Regions from separate parts of the Zea mays genome. Here region 2 is linked to region 1. The links are chromatin contacts, called in public Hi-C maps. All regions are on one chromosome and are shown on one strand. Each heading gives the region's core, a stretch centred on a gene start, on an enhancer-like site or on the middle of the called end of the contact. The rest is flanking DNA. Distances are from core to core; before and after follow the strand shown. Region 1 holds the start of LOC103654302. Region 2 holds the start of LOC103654307 (putative disease resistance protein At1g50180).

The links. A called contact is a pair of places that touch in the nucleus more often than the background predicts.
Region 2: a contact with region 1 is called in a Hi-C map of root tip, with 3 times the contacts expected there. The contact joins the promoter of LOC103654307 here to the promoter of LOC103654302 in region 1. A contact is called at or near these places in 3 of 25 Hi-C or Micro-C datasets (endosperm, leaf and root tip).

Annotation. Positions count from the first base shown.
Region 1 is chr4:190,762,218-190,769,275 of Zm-B73-REFERENCE-NAM-5.0, forward strand. LOC103654302 reads left to right here and starts at 4,575. Exons shown (of 1, transcript XM_008681133.2): 1 at 4,575-7,058. The coding sequence starts at 4,849. It also overlaps the pseudogene LOC103655779.
Region 2 is chr4:190,912,391-190,919,448 of Zm-B73-REFERENCE-NAM-5.0, forward strand. It overlaps LOC103654307 (putative disease resistance protein At1g50180), which reads right to left and starts at 2,912. Exons shown (of 3, transcript XM_008681141.3): 1 at 2,473-2,912; 2 at 1,761-1,981; 3 at 1-1,575. The coding sequence starts at 2,724.

The DNA.
Region 1 (7,058 bases), core at 3,325-5,824:
ATATACACCCGGACCTTCGACAATTATCCCTAGGAGCAGTAACTGGCAGACGTTATGGTCGGTATGATGTCAATGGTTTTAGATTCCGTTCCACAAGGTTCGAAGATGATCATCCTCTAGCAGCCATGACAAACTCCGGAGTTGTAACTAGAGTTGTCGATGATGAAGGGAAGGTGACTAATTATTATGGAGTCATTAATGATATAATCGAGTACAAGTTTTTTGGAGATAAACAACTCAAAGTGGTGTTCTTCGATTGTGATTGGTTTTCTCCAAATACAATGCGAGAAAATCAATATGGCATGGTGGAAGTCAAACACAACGATAGATTAAAAGGCCACGACACTATAATCCTTGCCCACCAATGCGAGCAGGTGTATTATATGACATATCCATCTAAGAAAAACGGTTTGGTTGATTGGAGGGTAGTGTACAAAGTAAATCCTCGTGAACGACTATATGCTCCTGGTGATGCTGGTTATGTTGAAAGTCAAATCGAGCAGGAAGTGGGGGCTGCTGAGATTTTCCAAGACGAAGAACTTACAAGCACGTTTAATGTACAAACTGAAATGTTGGAAGAATCTTTATTAGGCGATCAAAATGATGTAGAGGTTCCTCCAAAAAGAAAACGAGTGACGAGAAAGAAGAAAGCTACTTGGCGTCCATTAAATCGACGAAAGCAACTAGATCCTGATTTTGATTACGATTATGATTGACGAGTATGGATCATGATTTTATTGCATATTTTATGCTTTTATTGCATATTTTATTATTTTATTGTCGATTTATGTACTAACTTGTTTTTGTTAAAACAGGATGTCAAAGAAAATGAAGTCTTTAGCTCGTAGTTTGCTTGGGTCGAGGAGTAGCTCGAGGAGCAGCTCGAGGGGTGAGGATTCAGTTTTTCAAGGCACAGGTTCTACCATGAGCAGACGGAGAGCGCTGGCAGAACATTTGCCTCCACAAGATGTAAGTTAGTTGTTAAATTACATTATCTAAGTTACTTAATATTGTATGATGTAAGTTATTTGTTTCATAGGACGCTGAAATTGAGGAACCAGTGGTAGAGGATCATGCAAGAGATGATGTTGAAGATGATGGTGGAGATAATGTGGGAGATGATGCTGGAGACGACGCTGGTGGGGATTCTGGGGCTGGTGGAGATTCTGCAGCTGGGTCTGGAACTTCTCGAGTTAAGAGAACGAGGAAGCTGCATTTTGTTGGACCACCTCCAGAGCTTCCACCCGAATCTCGGGTTTTGATAAAGCCTAGTGGAAAGTGAGTGACATATCTTTGCTTAAATGTTATTGAAAGTTATGTTTTAATTTCTACATTGTTTTCTGTTTGCAGGACTTGGATCGACGACTCGTTCACAGGCACAGGACACTACAGGCAGGTGAACATGGTTCTTGGTAATCTTGTTCGTCTGCACTGGCCTGGTCTTGTGACTTTGCCTACTGGCGAGTCTGTCCCCGCCACTTGGGAGCATTATCGCTATGGTGTCTGTAGAACGTTTGGCAACACACAGGCACTAGTTTGGGATACATTCTGGGTATGACTTGTTTATACTATTTTAGTTATTCCATATATGTTTGCTTTTATGATAACACTATGTTTTTTTTACAGAAACGGTACAAGCTGCCGGACGATGGATCATATGATATGAATGCTCGTTACGTGTTTGAGTATAACGCGAACGATGTCGTTGCAGATGCAATGTACTATGCACGAATTCAGGCTATAAAGGCATGGTACAGAGCAAATGCTGATGATCGACCGATGCCAAATACCAAGGCCGAGTGGTCATCAATTTACTTGACGGAGGAGCAATACCTAGAGGTAAACAGGTTGTTGCCTCTCATATCGCACGAAGCCATGTATTTGCTTGCTTTATTTAAAAAATTTCATGTAGGTGTCGGTGCCGTGGATGGCCACCCGATCAGACGGTTATCGGGCATTGTGCAGATGGTGGGCTTCCCCTGAGTTTCGTGCCATTTCCGAAAGGAACAGGGGAAACCGTGGAACTGAGTCGTTCCACAACTATGGCGGTGATGGTCATGTGTGCTTGGCTAAGCGAATGGTAAGTCACAGTTTGTCGTAACTTTGAATCACATAGAAATGTGTCATTATAACTTTTATGTATAGGAAGTCAAATCCGGCCGTACGCCCACGGATGTGGAGGTGTATATGCAAGGGCATAGGGGTTCTGATCCTCAGAATCCTGATGTGTTATGCACTCAGACGGCCACCGACCGTCTAGTGAGTTTTTGATACTCTATTATGTGTCTGATATTGTTTGCAAGGGCATAGGGGTTATGCACTTATATTTGATATTGTTTGCCTCCAGGCTTCGTATGGGCAGGAGATGGTTCAACGCCATGGGGAGGAGTACGATTGGAGGAGCCAGCCAATCGACCCTCAGGCAGCATATGCTAGCGCAGGAGGACAAGCCCATGGACGGTGAGATTATTTGATTTGGTTTTCAAAATTGTCATCATATGCTTGCGATTCAACTGAGCCATGAGTTACTATACTAAGTGCATGGTTCACTCTTGTAGGTTGGGTATTTTTGATTCTACGATTGATTCCAGAGAGCTGAGACGACGTGGACGACAATCCACATCGTCGTCTTCACAGTCGTCCCGTTCACGATCAACAGCCCATGAGATAGAGCTTGCAGTGTTGCGTCAACAGGCAGAGTACCATCAATCAGTCTTGAGGGAACAATTGGAGTACCAGAGGCAACAATCTGAATACCAGAGACAACAAGCCGAGTACCAGAAGAAGAAGGACGAGTATTATGCAAGCCTCCAGGCCCAAAATCAAGCTCTTCTCTCGGTAAGTTGAAGTAACATTTTGTAGCTTATTTTGCAAAACACTTGATGTGTATCTTGTTTGCTCAACAATGACTTGTATATAATTTGTAGCAACTAGCCCAACAAGCGGGCGTCCCGATGCCGACATATGGGATGCCGCCTCCGGACTTTGCACTGCCAATGCCAATGTTGGCGCCTCCACCTCCGCCTCCGCCTCCGTCACAATTCCCTATGGTATGTACACATATGCGTGTGTGACATGTTCATAGATGTCTTATGTGTTTAAATGAACAACTGAGTGGTTACTATTTCATGTACTTGTGTTATAGGGATTTCAGACACCACCCGCTTCAGTTGCCGCACCTGGAGATGGGTCTGGTCAAGACGACACAACACATTCGTGGGTGAACAATCTTTTCAACACGCATAGTCCAGCCGGAGGAGGTGGCGATGGATATGAGTGATAATGATGTAAAACACTTGTTGCAACCTTTCATGTGAAAGCCTATCCGTCGAATAATGTTCATTTTGGATTTTGGACAACTATGTTGATGTAAACACTTGTTGCAACCATTTGGAACTATGTCGTTATGTTAAATTTGTGAATGTGAATGCTTATGTGATTATATTTGTGAATGTGTATACTTATGTGAGTATATTTGTGATTGTGAATGTGTATGTGTATGAAATCTGTTTTGTATTTGCAAATGTCAGATTTTTTAAATTTCAGAATTTTGTGCAATTTCTGAAAAATGTTATGTCCGACGGCTTAGTGTAAGCCGTCGGACATAAGGTGTATGTTATGTCCGACGGCTTAAAACCGTCGGCCATAAGTTATATGTTATGTCCGACGGCTTTAAACCGTCGGATATAACAGCAGTGGGCCCAGGCGGCGGGTAAAACGGTTACGACATCTTACCTCCGACGGTCCGATGGGGCCGTCGGATATAGCTTATGTTCGACGGCGGCCGTCGGACATAATGCTATTTCCGACGCGTTATCCTCGACGACTTAAAACCGTCGGAGATAGGTTAATGCCGTCGGACATAACCTATCTCCGACGGTCTGAATCTTATGTCCGACGGCTTTAGCCGTCGGAAATTCCTTCGTTTACTGTAGTGACTGGCCACTGGCATTTATGTCATTGTGTGGGTGAAAGAAGAGGTACGCGTGGTCAGATAACGACATATATACTCTGTGTCTCTGTTACGTGCTGTGTATATGCAGACTATTCAAGCCGCCAAAGCTGACTAACCATTGAAACCAAATCAGTCCCCAGTCCGCAAAAGAATAGAAAACGACGAACTGATCATATATATATATAGCTCATCAGATCATATAGGTAGAGTTGAGTAAACGACGACAGCATCCATGAATCATCCCGAGCAAGAACAACAAGCAGCAGAGAGCGAGAAGGCGGTGACGACGCTGCTCGGCGTCTGGGCAAGCCCCTACGTCCTCCAGGTGAAATGGGCGCTGGCGATGAAGGGCGTGGAGTACGAGTACGTGGAGGAGGATCTCCGGAGCAAGAGCGCCCAGCTGCTGGCGTACAACCCCGTGCACAAGAAAGTCCCCGTGCTGGTCTACAAGGGCAGGCCCGTCGCGGAGTCGCAGGTCATCCTCGAGTTCATCGACGACGCCTGGAGCCACCGCGGCGACCCCATCCTCCCTCGGGACCCCTACCAGCGCGCCATGGCCCGTTTCTGGGCCAGGTTCCAGCAGGACAAGGTCCGGTCCGGACTCAGGAACAAGATATCAGCATATCATCTTCTCCTCAAGTCAAAGATGGTACCAGAAGAATACGAACAATGCTGCTACGACGACGATGACCATACATGGAGTATATGAAGATGGAGGCATCGCAGGAAAAGGCACAGGCGCGCCAGGAGAGCGGGCTCGGTGTCTAATGAAAGCTAGCGTCCGTCTGGCTTGGGCTGGAGTGAGCCTTGTAAATGTTGGCAGGCCGATTGGTCGTGTGGACCGAGTGGTCGTGTGGTTATAAGTAACACCCAAACCCTGGCTGTAAGGGGTCATGAACAATTTAGCTATCAGATATCAAATCAAATCGTCTTCCTCGCTGCTATCTCCTTCTTCAACCCTTCTTCTAGCTGAACATCTCTCTTCTTTCCGATATTCCCTTCTAGTTGCTAACATCTGGTATCAGACTCGGTTCCATTCTAGACACTCCTTCCCTATTTCCTGGTTAGTCTCGACAACTGCGATGGAAGTCGAGGTGGCACGGGTTCTCGAGGCGATGGTACACATGGAGCTCCGCTTGACCGCGGCACTGGCTGGCAGTGGTGGCGAGCAGGACCCCGAATCCTTCTCCTACGCCACCGCTTCCTCCGCCATCGCGCCACGGTACGACGACAGCGTGTTCGGCTCTTCGGCAGTCCCTGCATACGACGACGTTCCCGTCGACGACGAGCTGTACCGTGATGAGATCGCCAAGGTGCTCGCGCTACTGGAGTACAACGGGATGACTTCGTCGGCCACAATCCTCGCCGATTATACCACCGCTACCACCTCAGCTGTGCTGGTTGGCTGTGATGGCGAGCAGGCCGCTCGCGGATGCACTACCTTCTTCGACGACGACTACATCGATGAGCTCGATGTGTGGGACAAGGACGCCATGTGCACCGACGCAGATGGCTCCAGCGAACAACCCGCACCCCAGTGTGCCAGGAAGGAGATCCGGCTTCCCCAAGAGGTGTGCTTCGCACCCGACAACTCCTTCTCTGGGACCGGCAGCTGCCTGTGCTGGGTGGATCTGGTTCAAGGCATCATCGTCTGCATCAACCCTTGGGGGGCGGATGATCCTATGCTCTGCTCCATTCCCCTGCCCGTCGGGTGCCCCGTGGTCAGTGTGTCTGACTACCGCCACCGCCCGCGCGCGTGGGAGATCAGCTCTGCTGCCTGTGTCAGAGTGGCCATGGCTTCCCTAAGAACGGACAAGCCCAGCTGGCAACTGCCCTCCACCAAGTACGACTTCTCTACGATGCTCACTGACGTGGCCCGCATCGGCGTCATGGTGACAGTTGCGAGCAAGCCTGCATCTACCTCATTGGATGCTCACGTGGTGTTCGATGAAAAGGAGCAAAGCTGGAACTTCATTTTCGCGGAGTACGCTGCAGCAGCTGGACATCATCATCTCTCAATTGTATGGCAAATAGCGGAGGATTACTCCCATTGCGAATTTCTGCTCCAACTCCCCATATACTGCCCCATGCCTGCTTTCCGTGCTGTCACACAAGTTCAGCAGGATGCTGTTGGACAAGGACAGTCGGTGCCTGGGGACAAAGTTCTCAACACCCTGTCCATCAGGTGTTTGACGAATTGCTTTAGCATCATACAGTGTCGTTTCTTGCACTCGTGCAATTGCAGAACGGATGCAGTGCAGCATAGGCAATCATGGCCACCGCCTGTACAGTATGGGATACTGGGTGATGGTGTTCAAGTCTGGCTTCCGCCTTGGCCACCACCTGTTTGGGAATTCTGGCTGTCACTGAAGATTACTGGTCCACAGATGATGCATTCGGTAGGATACTTTGGATTGCCAGTTATGCCGGCGACATGTATTACAATTTCAGAGATTGTGTCTGGTTCAAGCGAGCAAATATTTCCTGAAATATTTCTGCAAAGCTTACATGAGTGCAGAGTTTGTCTTAGTGAAAATACTGGCAGAAGTTTACTCCAGCTCCCATGCCACCATTTGTTTTGCTTGATGTGTATGAAGTCTAATTGCAGAATTCATGTAATAGAAGGGAATTTAACCCAGGTCTGGTTAAGAGAAGATGCAGTTGCTTACTTCAAAAATATGTTTGATGGTGGCCTGAGGCCAACCTCAAATGCATTTAACAAAGTTATAGATCGCTGGGTGAAGGTTGATATGCTCAACGAGGCCCATGGGTTCTTTGATATGATGCTTGAAAAGGACATAGATGATGTTACGGTGGTCATTTTCTACTTTGGAGGACAACATGTGGGCTGGGAAATGAAGACAAAATGGTTGTCTAATGGTTGGCTATGTTTGGTATGTGGTGCATCTGATACTCAAGAGCTTCCTCTACATTTCATTAAACTTGCAAAGGATACGTACACATTTGACTGCATGTTCGAAAAAATCGGATATGGCACTGTGAGGCTTTGGTTTACATGCTGTCCTTACTATTTGTTCGAAGAGATTATTGCAACGAGGAACCATTTTTTTAGGAATGTGCTTGAGCATTATCAATGTGGCAT
Region 2 (7,058 bases), core at 1,662-4,161, 150 kb after region 1:
AGCCTCGCAATGCTGGCCGGGAGCTCCTTGAGGTGCTCGGTGTTTACACGTAAGTACCGCAAGTGGATCTTGTTGCCAATTTCATTCGGCAACTCCTTGATCCTTAGTCCTGATATGTAGAGTACACGAAGCAAATCTGAACCATGCAGGAAGTTGAGATCATGCCATCGTTCCTCCTCATTGTTCACGCGGCCTCTGCTGCCAATACTATTGTCTGAATCTTTCTCATTGGCCCAGCATATGAAGGAGCGCAACTTACAGAACCTGTTAGTGAATGTGGTATATCCGTCTTGGAAGCTCATGAAAGAGAGGCGGCGCACCGATGGTGGGACAAAGACGTCGTTCATGTCATGGACGTCGATGAAGCCGGCCTCACGAGCCTCCGAGTGCAGGAACCCATGGAGCCTTCCGTGAACAATGACATTGGTGATGCCGCCAACCTCGTTCATCCCTGAAACCTGAACGAGGCATCTCAAGGCCAGCTCCTTGAAATAGTCGTGGCCCAGCTCCTCGATGGTCTTGCCCTTCTGTGGCCTAATGAATCCCTCGGCCATCCACAACCGCACTATACTGCCAGTAGACAGGAAGGTGCCCTTGGGGAAAGCAGCCAAGTAGAGGAAGCATGACTTGAGGGCGTTGGGAAGGTCTTCAAAGCTTGCCCAGAAGACCCTCTCAATCGACGTTCTTGTGGACAGCTGGTTGTTGGCTGCTTGTGTTGTACTTGTAGGGGCGCTCATCGTCTTCTCCTCGGTATGGCCGCCTTGGTCGTCTTGCTGATGCGCTTCTTGATCTGCTGCTGCTGGTCCAGACGACGTCGTCCTGAGCTGCTGCAGCACCGCGTTCCATTGCCCTGGCTTCTCCTTGAACCGTAGGAGTCCGGCCAAAACCACTATAGCCAGAGGGTAGCCGGAAGTTATATTGTACACAACTTCCCTGTACTTGCTCATCATGCTGTTCACTGTGGTTTCATCTGACAGATTTGTCCTCAAGGCCCTCATACAGAACAACTCCACACTCTTGTCTTGGTCCAGACGGTTCAAGTGGTGGATTAATCCGTGGCTGATGCCCGTCGTCTTGTTCATGGCATTAGCATGCCACGCTACCTCTTCGTTCTCGATGTCCAATACGAGCACTACCCTGCTTCCATTGTTGTCGTCCGGTAGGCTTGCCCTGACACAGTTGAGCATGGTCTTGGAGGATATGCCAACGAGAATCAGCAGGTACTTCTTGTTGGCTAGGAGGTGACGACGGAGCACGTCTTCGATATCGTCGTCGTCGCACTCGCACTCGCACGGCTGATGCCGCCGCTGTCCTCCTCCTCCTGCTTTTTTGTAGATTTGCTTGAGGAGGTTTTCCGTGGTGGAACCCGACGGCATGTTGTACCAGACTCGGACGTCGAACTGCTTGTTCTTCTCCATGTCATGCAAGAGAATACGTGACAGCGTTTGCTTTCCCACACCGCTCTCTCCAAGTATGGAGATAAACGTCAGCTGAGGGCGACCTTTACCAAGCAGCATTTCCTTTAGTGTCTCCACTTCTTTCTCAAAACCCACGGCGTTCTTGTAACCATCCCGCCTGTGTTCATGCATTGAGTAGTATTGTTAGTAATGGAAGCTGGCTCATTTAGCTACCTCATGATGCAATTGCAAGTTAAGTTTTCCATGACTCTAGTTTAGGCATCTTAAGAAAAGGTTAAAGCAAGTGTTTGACAAATCATGCTGAAGTGAAGTGATAAATTAAAGATGGACATATATACATACCATGCTGAAGTGGCTGTAGTGGAAGACGTGAGTACTGTCGCTGATGGTGTAGGCTCGACCTTGTACTCCTTTTGGTTCTCCGAGATCTGATGGAGCCTGCTGTTAATTTTTTCGAGGCGACCAGACAACTCATGCCGGAGAATGATTTCGGCCCAGCAGCCTAGCAAGCATTTCTTGAGCCATGTGATCCAGCGTTGGTAACCCATGCCTTCCATGTCAACCTGTTAATTAGATGTTCACCAGAAATTCATGTAGATGTTTAGTTTTGCCACCTTCCTTATTTTTAACTTTAGTCGTATTTTTTTTGCTCAGTTTTGTATTCTAGTCTATAGCACTTGAAGAGCAAAATTAAGCAAAAAAAATATGACTAATGTTAAAAATAAGGACACCAACCAAAACAAGGGCACCACCTTAAAAAACCCATAAAGTTTCCTTAACAATAATGTTGGAAACATAAGATTTTGAGCATATAAACTTAATTAGCTAGTACACACGTTTTGCTACAAATTCTTGAAACAAAACCGATACTATTTCACGTGATCTTTGGTTTATTTCTCTCCACTATATATATGTAAGTGAAGGTTACCGTACGACCTTTTTCTTCAGATGAATAGATGAAATTAATGGTGGTAAGAACTACGTACGGCAAGCAATGCAAGCAACTAAGCAAGCAGAGGAGGGGGCGGAATTAAATTAATTAAAGGAGCGAGACCTTGCGGAAGAACTCGTCGACGGCGTCCTCCGCCTCGAAGGCGACGTCGCGCATCTGGCGCACCCAGACGCGGGTGAGGCGGTCGTCGCCGGTGCGGCGCTTGTGGTCGGCGTCGCGGAGGAAGGCCTGCAGCCACTCGAGGCGGTCCCGCAGCAGCATCATGTCGTCTCCCACCTCCAGCAGCACCTTGGCCTCGCTCGCCGCGAGCCCTCCGAACTTGGAGAGCACCGCCGCGATGGCCGTCTCCGCCATGTTCTTCTCTCTGGACTCTGGTACGCGCCTGTTATCTTGCTGCTGGCCCTGTGCACTCCTCGGAAGCCATGCTACTTCTCGTGTTCTTGTACACTACTGTGTACGTACCGTCGTACCGTACGTATAGGAGAAAGCATGTGATCCGTGTCCGTCTGAGGCAGGACTCAGGAGTGGTGTATATAGGAAGCTGAGAACACATTTATTTTGTGTTTTGTGGTACAGGGGAGTAATTAAACACGCGCACCGTATACGTACGATTGCATGCAGAGAGAGATGCAGCAGTGAGCACCCGGCCGGGCAAGGGACCAGCAGCCTGCACGTTTTGCTTGGAAAAAAATTCTTTACATATACGGGATGTAAAGAATCTATTTTACAGCCCCTCACATAATTCAGATGTTGGTCCATATAAATATAAGAAAAACAAATTATTAAAGGGTTATTTTGTAAATTTTGATCTGTATTTGTGAGCCTTTGAGTGGTGGATGGTGGACGTGAAAAGCCGTAAAAGATAGAGAAAATTCCTTCAATGCCATCCAAACTTATATCAATCCCTTCAATGCCATCAGATTTTATAGCTTCCCTTCAATGCCATCAAATTTAAATTCTAATCCCTTAAATGCCATTACCGTTAGTTTCAAGTTAACGCCGTTAGTTATATTTAAAGCAAATCCCTCCAATGCCATCAAAATCTATACCGATCCCTTCAATGCCACTAGAAATTGGTTCGATCTATTCGGGTTTTAAAATTTTGAGAATAGAAAATTTTTTGAACCCAAAAAAATTGAAACGCAAATATACCACATTGATTTTAAAATTTATCTCCATCTGTTATCATTAGTGTTTTGTTGTTAGTTTGAAAAAAATATTAGGAATCAAATAGACCGAACAGATATAGCGGAGTAATTTTTGGTGTTTACAAAAAAATATGTACTAAAGTTTTTAAAAAGTGTGGAATTGGTCCATATTTTTTTATTCTAGAATTTTTAAAATCCAAATAGATCAAACCAATTTCTAGTGGCATTGAAGGGATTGATATAGATTTTGATGGCATTGAAGAGATTTGTTTTAAATAGAACTAACGGCGTTAACCTGAAACTAACGGCAATGGCATTTAAGGGATTAGAATTTAAATTTGATGGCATTGAAGGGAAGCTATAAAATCTGATGGCATTGAAGGGATTAGTATAAGTTTGGATGGCATTGAAGAGATTTTCTTTAAAAGATAACGTTTACATCCGGTTTTGTAAAGTGAACGGGTGCGCGCGTGCATGTGCATGCATGATGCATGGCAGCCAAGTGGGCACAGCAGGTACGTACGACGTAGCTGGCAGTGGACGCCATGTGCCAGCTATGCTACCCCCTCTGCACAGCTCTCTCGACCTCTCTTGGTCATTTCAGCTCACGTAGTCGTACGCTCGAAACACCCCCGGTAACGGCCCGTGACTCCTGTCTGTCGTCTTCTCCTCCGCTCACTCGTCAAGCTTTCAACTTTCAGCCAGTTGGATTTCACCACAGTGAGGTTTGGTTCACCGAAATTTAACTCAAACTGATTATATAGGGTAATGGATACCGATACTTATGTTTTGTCGTTGAGCTTTTTTTAGTAGGTACTCTATCCAATTATAACTAGGAACCATTATCACCGGTAAGAAATCACATCTGGACCAAACAGTACGTTCGCGCGCCGACGAGCGATGGACAGGGCCACAGGAGGCAGCTGCCAGCCGGCTAGGGACCACCGGACCAGCATGCTATGGAGGGAGGCAGAGACGAGCCTGCCGAGCAGCAGTGCAGTAGACACTAGAGATAACGAGCAATGAGAAAACAGATAAGATAAGATAGGATGGTAAGGTAATTGGTGCATCCAGCGTGGAAGTCATAGTAGACAGCTTTGCCCTTGAACTCGAATGCTAAAAAAATGGGCTGACTTGTATGGGCCCCGTAAAGCAGCGGCTCAGTTTTAGGCCACAAATGGGCTGTATGGACCCAAAAAAAATCAGTCCTTCTTAGAATCAGCGTTCAGCCGCACTTGCCGCGCGCGCGAGTAGAGATGGCAATGGGTAAATACCCACCGGGTATTAATACCCCATACCCATACCCACGACAAAAAAATAACCCCACCGGGTCACCCATATACACTGGTGGATATGAATTTACCCCCATACCCTTACCCACGTGGGTATGGGTCACCCATCGGGTCACCCGTACCCACAAAATTAAACATCTATCAAAATATTATATTATACAAATATCAAGTATATCCATCTAAATATCATTACAAAATTTGTAGCATCATTTAACCATCCATTCAACACACATTGGGTGAATTACATGTTTCATTACATGGTCATTAAATTGTCGTTAAGCCTTCTATGACATAATGGCCTAAAAGGTTATTAAATAGTAAAAAAGATGGATGACTAAAGTCTAAGTTCATGCTTGGGCTAAGTTTATATTGGGTATTTTATACCCACGGGTTAACGAGTATGGGTTAAGGTGGAACGTTCTAATACCCGTTTACCCATTGGGTGAAGATTTTTACCCAATAACAGACCCACGGGTAGAATATTTAGCCCACATACATACTCTAATAGAGTAAATACCCATCGGGTATCGGGTCGCGGGTACCCATTGCCATCTCTACGCGCGAGAGAGTGTGGGCGTGGGCGTGGGCGCGGCGCAAGCTTGGAGCCCAAGGGAGAGAGCTGGCTGGAGTTTTTTTTTTTTTTTGTTCACTGGACTTTTTTGTCATAAAAAAAAAGAGCAGTAGCGTGACGACCTGCCCCGTTTCTATTATTCTATAGACGTTTCACATCTTGACACAAGTCATCAAAAGCTATATATACCAACAACCACTAACTACTTTTTTTCCACAAGATGTACGGAGATGATGAGCTAGCTTATCCTGGACTACCTTCTTCAGTCTGTGTCTAGCTAGCTAGCAAAGCCGGACGGCGGTCAAGGTCGGCTATGGACTCCGATCCGGCGCCGGCCGGCTCGCAGCTACTACTAGCCGCCAAATCTATCCAATAGCTAGCACGCCGTGTCGCGTGGTACACCACCACGCCGTCCGGCTGGCCGGGGCCAGCCAGATCACCGTGGCAGCTGATGGACGGCGCGTGCGTGCGTACAGTGCAAGCACTGTGTGCACTCTGGACCAGCTGGCTAGCTATGCACGTGCCGTAGTAGACGCCGCCGACGGTGAGCTGAGGCTGTACGTTCTTCCATGCGTGCATGGTGGTGTGAATGAACGACAGCAGCAGGGGCCGTCGTTCTGGCTAGCTAGCTCTCTCTCTCTCTCTCTCTCTCTCTCTCTCTCTCTCTCTCTCTCTCTCTCTCTCTCTCTCTCTCTCTCTCTCTCTCTCTCTCTCTGACCATACAGTACGAGGGAAATAAAGATCCAATCTGTCGTCACTCTGTCAGCCATGCATGTATTTGTCAAACTCTACATAAGCTGACTTGTCAAAATAGATGGCCATTACCAAGAAACCGAACCCCCCAGTTGCATGCCCAACCATGCATCTAATCATGTTTTTTTATATAACAAAAAAATCAACATCTCCTACCGGCCGGTATAACTTGACTAAAAATTATGCGTGAATGACCTAGACAAGCTCAACCCAGCATCCGTGGCAAAACTAGTTTTTTTTTGTGCATAGGAAAAATTCAAGGGGCGGAAGGGGGGGGACTAACGGAGTTGTATATTTTAGTCGTCTCTCGGATTATGCGGTATTCAGTCGAGTTTACCGATGTATATATACCGACGAAAGGTTACATTACCCCTCTCAATAAGCTGCAAACTGAATAACTAACCCCATAAATAAAGAGATAACACATCCATGCATCTCGTACGTAAAGACTACAGTACTACTTTTTTCCGTCCAAAAATATAATTCGTTTTAGACTAAACATACATTCATTAATAATTATATAAATGTACTTTGCATGCATGTATATATTCATTATCATCCATTCGAGTGTGGACGGAAAAAAAAAGAGGGATAGAAAGAACTATATTTTGGGACGGAGATGGAGTATATGGTTTCGATGTCAATTGTCCTTTAAGTCAGAAAAAAAGGCATTATGCTCTCGAGCGCAAGTTTATAGAGCAAAGTGTCGGCATTTACGACAAAGAAAATAGATTCACTATGAAGATATACTTTAAACTTCCCTCCGACACATTTTAGCTATATATCATGTTGTCTCCGGCCGCTCTCCTATCTCATTCTTTATCCCATGTGTGTGAATTCCCTATTCTACCATGTGTGAACAGTGGCGTAGACAATGGGTGGTCCGGGTGGGCCACGGCATATCCTAAGCCGGCCCACCGGACC